Regions from separate parts of the Macaca mulatta genome. Here region 2 is linked to region 1. Evidence: chromatin contacts called from public Hi-C data. All regions are on one chromosome and are shown on one strand. Each heading gives the region's core, a stretch centred on a gene start, on an enhancer-like site or on the middle of the called end of the contact. The rest is flanking DNA. Distances are from core to core; before and after follow the strand shown. Region 1 holds the start of VPS4B (vacuolar protein sorting 4 homolog B). Region 2 holds the start of KDSR (3-ketodihydrosphingosine reductase).

Region 1 (3,755 bases), core at 990-3,489:
GAGGTTTCACCATGTTGGCCAGGCTGGTCTTCATATCCTGACCTCAGGTGGTCGCCCACCTCGGCTTCCCAAAGTGCTAGGATTACAGGCGTGAGTCACCGCGCCCGGCCTAATTTTTGTACTTTTAGTAGACATGGAGTTTCACCATGTTGGCCAGGCTGGTCTCGAACTCCTGACCTCAAGTGATCACCCGCCTTGGCCTCCCAAAGTGCTGGGATTACAGGCGTGAGTCACCGCGCCCGGCCTAATTTTTGTACTTTTAGTAGACATCGAGTTTCACCATGTTGGCCAGGCTGGTCTCGAACTCCTGACCTCAAGTGATCACCCGCCTTGGCCTCCCAAAGTGCTGGGATTACAGGCGTGAGTCACCGCGCCCGGCCTAATTTTTGTACTTTTAGTAGACATGGAGTTTCACCATGTTGGCCAGGCTGGTCTCGAACTCCTGACCTCAAGTGACTGGCCCACCTCGGCCTCCCAAAGTGCTGGGATTACAGTCTTGAGCCACCGCACCTGGCCCATCTTTGCTTAAATTATAAACTTAGTTTCTCCCACAGTTAGTGCAGCCTATGCCCAGGAATGTACAAGGACATCTTGGAGGTTAGAAGCAAGATGGAGTTGGTTAAGTTATATCTCTTTCACTGTCTCAGTCATCATTTTGCAAAGGCAATTTCACAAGTAGGGAGAAAGGACTGGTAGATGCAGGGCAGAGACAGGGCTCTGAGCTTTGAGCCTGGATGATACAGATTTGGCAATACTATTCTAAGGAGAGACCAGAGAAAGAAGTTTAGGGTAGAAGGTAATTCATTTGAGTATGTTGAATTTGTCTTGCAGAAAAACCCTGTGAAGGAAACCTCTGTGAGACTGTTGTAAATGCTGGGCAGGGGATGCGGTGGGTCTAGAAATCCAGATTTGAAGCGACTTCTAGTCTATTGATAGCTGAAGCTCAAGAAGAGAATAAGATGAGCAGAGGTGGAGAAGAAAGAGAGAAGAGGACATCAGACTCTTGAGTAAATTCAGCTTAAGCTCAGGGAGGAGTAAGAAAGGGAGACAGTGAAGGAGGTAGAAAACGAACATTAGGAAGCCGGACAAATAAGAACGGGGTAGTTGACAATACCAATGAAGAGGGAGGAGAAGAAGACTTTAATTCTTTCGGAGATGCCAGATTAGAAAAAATTAAGGAATGAGTGAGAAAAAAATGATGGAGTGATTAAACATCTACGTTGCTTTCCTTTGAGAAGGTTAACTATGAAAAGAAGAAAACGGTGGTGGTGGCTGCAAACCATAGGAAGGCTAAGAAAGGGTTTTACCTTGGTTCTGCCTCTAATCCCTGACGCATTTAACCTCAAGCCATTTGCCTGTAAACATAACCGGCATAATGCCCATTTTACAGGACAAGTGCTTCCCTCTTAGAACATATACTCGAGGACAGCGGCCGTCCACGCCTTATTTACGTTCATCTTCCCAACACAACAGTCATTTGGAAGATGCCGAGTGGCGTGGGAAGAACAAGCAGGAACGAGCGCCGACCCGCCCGCGGCCTGACTGCTAACGCATCGCTGCGCAGCCGCCTCACCGCGCACTCCCTCCTGAATTATTCACCACCGAGACGAGGACTGTGATCGCCCCCATTCCACAGAGGACACGCAGTGAGGGAGGCGCAGTCACAGGCCCAAAGCCCCCAGACGGCGGGTCTTGGAAATGGATGAGTTTTTCACTCAAACGCTGCGAGGCAACAAGGCACGTGGATGAGGAGGGAAGGGAGCCAGGACCAATAATTCATCTCAAAGTAAAAGACGTCCCTGGGGGTGGGGAAAAAACAAACAAACAACGACAACAACAACAACAACAAAACAGAAAAAAAAAAAACCCACAACCGGCTCTGTGCTTCCGCGCTTGCGCTATCCTAGGTCGGCCAGGCTGCCGCCCCGCCCCTAGGCCAGAGTCTCAGTGCGCCTGCGCCGAGCCCGACTTCCGCCAGGGCTCGTTTGGGTTCCAGGCTACTTCTCCCGGCCTAGGGAGGGCCTTCGCTGTGGCGAGAGAAGGGAGTCTGGTGACTGGGTGCGCGCGTGCTGATGACGAAATCGGAAGTGCCCGGAGCAGAGGCGGGACCAGAACCTAGAGGGGCTCGGGATTGCGGAAGTTTGGTGGGGAGGGTCCGATTGCTAGTGGAGAGAGTGTTGTCTGAAAACAAGTTCCGGAAGGGAGGCTGCTGCTCGCGGTCCGAGAACCTCCGGACTCCCCAGTTTGGGGGCTGTTACCCCGGGCGCGGTTGGACGTCGCTGCCGTTGGCTTTTCTCGCCCCTCGTTCCCCTTGGGAACCGCCTGGGAACTCCGCCATGTCATCCACTTCGCCCAACCTCCAGGTATCATTGCTCATCTCCCGTTCCCCTAGGGAGCTGGGACCCAGGGGAGGCGCGAGAAGCGGGTGGGGGGCGGGGAGAAGGGAGGAAGCGGCCGCGCCTGTGGTCGGGAAGGAGGAGGGCGGGTCCGGGGACCTGCCGCAGGTGGGAGAGGGGCCCGTTTTCCAGCGGAAAGGTCTTTTCTGACCCGGTCTTGGGGTCTCCCGAGCCACTGACTTTGTGATACTGCTCCCTTTTGTTGGGTCTTCACGTCCCCAAACCAGCCAAGATCTGGGCAGATCTCTCCAATCAGGGTTAAGGGAGAAAGAACGTAATTTTTGCCAAGCCATGTTCTAGACCAGTTGAAAATAGAGTGATCATAGTTCGGTCTTAGTTTCTCAAGCTGACAGCAGATGCCTTTATTCTGAGCTGTCAGATGAGTAGAAATATGGGAACAGACTAAGAATCTGAAATTACAGCCAGGCTACATACAGTCTGCGTGAAGTCATTGAATTTATGTGCAGTCTCCTGTGGCCCCCAGATTGTAGTGTGTAAGATCGAGGACTATTCTTAAACTTCTGTGTGGCTCCAGTTCCCCTCTTCTACCGCAATGAGCACAGTGTTTTGTACACAAATCATGGAATCTTAAGATTTTAGGCTTAATCGTTAGTCTTCTGTGGAATAGAATTCTTTCAGAAAAGAAATTCATGTAATGGTGTCTCCTATCCCCAGAATGGATCTAGGGCTTCAGTGGAGTTTAGAATGTAATGTGGCTTAATGTAGAGGACTCCCAGTCCAGTAAGTCAATAAGGGAAGAAAGTAGCCTAAAATACTTGTATTGAATCCCCGTCTTGGACTTCCGGTAGGTTGTTGAACAAGCATTTCAACTTTTATTGGAGTGCCTGATAGAGGCATCAAAGGTAATGGAAGAACTCCTTAGTCCATGATAATTGATTCTGAAGAAAGACCACTCAAAGTAGACCCACTTAAACAGAGATTAAAATTTCACGCACGCATACACAAAAAGAGTGGGAAAGGAGGCTTGCTTGGGACTTTTGTCTTGAAAATCGACCTAGAAGATTATAAAAAAAAATTTTTAAATCTTTCACAAAATAATTATATAATTGCAGCAATGACTCATTTTGTAGAATAAGTCAAGTGTTGATTTGTCTGTGTCTTTTTCTTTTCTTTCTTTCTTTTTTTTTTGAAACGGAGTCTTGCTCTGTCGCCCAGGCTGGAGTGCAGTGGCTCGATCTCAGCTCACTACAACCTGCATCTCCCGGGTTCAAGCGATTCTCCTGCCTCAGCCTCCCGAGTAGCTGGGACTACAGTTGCCCACCACAACTCCTGGCTAATTTTTGTATTTTTAGTAGAGATGAGATTTCACCACGTTGACCCAGGCTGGCCTCCTGACCT
Region 2 (3,313 bases), core at 786-3,285, 55 kb after region 1:
CTATGAGCATAATGGCTTTCGGTGAGTTCTGTGAGTTCTTCCAGTGAATTATCAAACCTGAGGGTGGTTCAGTAACCTCTAAACTTGCACTGACATCAGAAGTCTTGGACACTATGCCCTCAAATTTTGCAGTTTGGCTAACTCTGCTTAAGTCAAGAAAAAAAGAAAAACAAAAACTTTTTTTTCTCCTTAGCTCCCTAGTATTTCTAGAAACAACAACAAAAATGAAAAGCAAGTAAGCAAACAAAAATATGTGCCTCTACGCAAATTAAAATCACAATGACACTTTGCACCAATGAAAAAAGCTATAATCAGAAAGACGGATGATAACAAGTGTTAGTGAAGATGTAGAGAAATTGGAACCCACATACACTGCTGGTGGGAACACAAAATGTAGTCACTTTGGAAAACATTCTGGCAGTTCCTCAAATAGTTAAACATAGAGTTGCCATAAGATGTAGCAATTCCCCTCCTAGGCATATACCCAAGAGAAATGGAACATATGCCCACACAAAAACCTGTAAATGAATATTTACAGTTAGCATAATTCTAATAGTCAAAAAGTGGAAACAACCTAAATATTCCTCAATTGATGAGTGGAAAGTTAAAATGTGGTATAGTCATACAATGGGGTATTATTTGGCAATAAAAAGAAATGAAGTATTAACATGTAGTTCATATCATGGATGGACCTTAAAAACATTACAGTTAGTGAAAGATAAGATGAAAATGGCTACACATTATGAGATTCAATTTATGTGAAATATCCTGAATAGACAAGTTTATAGAGACAGAAAGGATGAGGGATTGCTTAGGCTTGGGCAGGGCTTGGGAGGAAATGGGTCGTAACTGCTAATAAGTATAGGATTTTGGGGGGTTGTGACAAAAATGTTCTAAAATTTATGGTAGTGATGGGTCCACAACTGTGACTATATTAAAAACAATTTATTATGAGCTTTATTTTTATTTTTTGTTTTTTGAGACGGAGTCTTGCTCTGTCGCCCAAGCTGGAGTGCAGTGGCACGATCTCACTGCAATCTCTGCCTCCCGGGTTCAAGCGATTCTCCTGCCTCAGCCTCCCAGGTAGTTGGGATTACAAGCGTATGCCACCATGCCCAGCTAATTTTTGTATTTTTAGTAGAGACGGGGTTTCACCATGTTGGCCAGGCTGGTCTCGAACTCCTGATCTTAAGTGATCCGCCCACCTTGGCCTCCCAAAGGACGGTGATTACAGGCCTGAGCTACCTCGCCCGGCCTATTATGCACTTTAAATCGGGAATTGTATGGTATAGTATGTGAATGAGACCTTAATAAAGCTGAGTTGTTTGCGTTTGTTGTTTATTTGTTTTGAACCTGCTTGGTAAAAATGAACTCTGAACTCAATGAAATTGAATTACTTTGGTGATTTCTCAGAACTCCCTGTTAAGGCTTTCAGGTCCTCCGAAAAGCGAAAGTGGGCTGTGACCATCTTCTAAGAACGCCAAGAAAATACGGAATGGAGCCCAGGATTTCAGAGCGTAGTCGCCGGGCTCCCAGGCTGATCCGGCTCCGGGAGCCTCCAGCCGCCCTTTCCGATGCCCCAGGGCCTCCGAGCATCCCGGCGGGTGGTCCCAAGCCGAGGGCGGAACTCCGGGGAGGAGCGCTCGTCACGCCCACACTGGAGGCCGTGGCAGGCCTGGAAACCCCGCCCTGCGGGGGTCCTAAGAAGCCACTCGAGCCCCCGAAGAGCCAGTCTTCGCAGCCTTTCCCGGAGCGCTCGCATCGGGCGCTGCCCAGAGCCCGCTCGCAGCGCTCAGGGACGGGAGGCCCGGTTTCCACGGGAGAGGCTGCGGACTGTGGGCCCCGTCCCGAGGGGGTGGTGGTGGGAGACACCCGGCGACCCCCCAGAGGCGATTCCGGAGGTGGCGGCGGGGGCAGCCTACGCGTCCCCTGGAAGCACCGCCCCGCCTGGGTGGTGCCCGCGCCGGCTCCTCCTCTTCCCCTCCGCAGCGGCCCGCCCCGGCCCGCAAACCCAAACACTCCAGGCGCCCGCCCACCGCGCGTGATTCTCGCTTCGCCGCCGCCCAGCCCTGCGCGCCCCGCCTGGCGCCCCCCGCCCGGCCGCTCCGGGCCCCGGGCCCCGCGGAGCGATGCTGCTGCTGGCTGCCGCCTTTCTCGTGGCCTTCGTGCTGCTGCTCTACATGGTGTCTCCGCTCATCAGCCCCAAGCCCCTCGCCCTGCCCGGGGCGCATGTGGTGGTGAGTGGCCTCCTGTTGCTGCGCCCCGACCTCCCCGCCCGCGCGGCCTTTCTGCCGCCCAGGCCGCGCCGCCTGCGTCCCTTTTTCCAGGCCGCGGTCTCCAGGAAGGCATGGCCAAATGGGGAAGGTCATCTGCCGCCGTCCACCCCGGCGCTTTCGCCCCGGCCCCGGCACCCGGCCTCGCGGACCCGCCCTCCACTGCCTCGGGCTCCTCCTAGGGCGGGAGAGCGTGCGACGGGGGACCGCGCCAGCCGCAGGGTTCCCGGGGCCCAGGGGTTCGGTGGCTGCTCGTGAATCCACGCAACATCCCTGGGATGTGGATGTTTTGTCCTCAGTTTTTCCGATGAGTCAACTGAGGCACAGAAAGGCTGAGAAACTTTGCCAAAACACAGGGGTCGGTGGTGCGCAGGGTGCGGCGCACGGTCCCGGGCGGGGGCAAACAGCGGGGAGGTGGGGTCCCAGCCACCGGGACCCGCCGAGGCAGCTCGGAACTGGAAGATGGCCTGTGCGAGTGACTGGAAGAGCCGCTGCCAGAGGATTCCAGGAAGTGACTCACCTGGGGAAACTGCTCAGAACCCAGCGGGCTGGCGGTGGTGGCTTAGCGGTATTGGGACGCCTGTCCCGTCTACACTGCTTGTCTCTGAGCTCAGCGTGGCATCTGCTGATTGCTGCTCCAATGCAATCCTTTGCTGTTTCCTAGTGGGAAGGATGAGCTAAATGACAGGGCTAGTGTGCGAGGAATGAAGGAGAGGTGGATGGGTGTCTTTTGTTTCTTGGCGGAAGCTCGCATATTCAGCGATCCCTGTTGTACAAATGTGGCACCTTTCTTAAACAGAGAGAATGCCTCGTTACCTGCGCCCAGCACTTCCCCGTTTGCAGTGGCTTTCTCACCAGCTTTCTTGTTTGGATCTCCCAATCCCGAGGCATAGTGAATCGGGGAGTTAGGAATAAGGAGGGTTGATTACAAAGCTGGCCGCACACCTCTTCCTGTCCTATCTCTGCACCGGAGATCCAAGCCTCCCTGCTGAGCTGGTGTAAGATAAGATGGTCATTTCTCTTAGTGTACTTTAAATCTG

Evidence for each region. Hi-C and Micro-C count contacts between places; a contact is called where the count stands out from the background.
Region 2: a Hi-C map of liver shows a contact between it and region 1, with 2.5 times the contacts expected there. The contact joins the promoter of KDSR here to the promoter of VPS4B in region 1. A contact is called at or near these places in 3 of 14 Hi-C or Micro-C datasets (cortical neurons, fetal cortex germinal zone and liver).

The regions. Positions count from the first base shown.
Region 1 is chr18:17,466,270-17,470,024 of T2T-MMU8v2.0, forward strand. VPS4B (vacuolar protein sorting 4 homolog B) reads left to right here and starts at 2,240. Exons shown (of 11, transcript NM_001257678.1): 1 at 2,240-2,363. The coding sequence starts at 2,337.
Region 2 is chr18:17,521,702-17,525,014 of T2T-MMU8v2.0, forward strand. It overlaps KDSR (3-ketodihydrosphingosine reductase), which reads left to right and starts at 2,036. Exons shown (of 10, transcript NM_001257943.1): 1 at 2,036-2,237. The coding sequence starts at 2,130.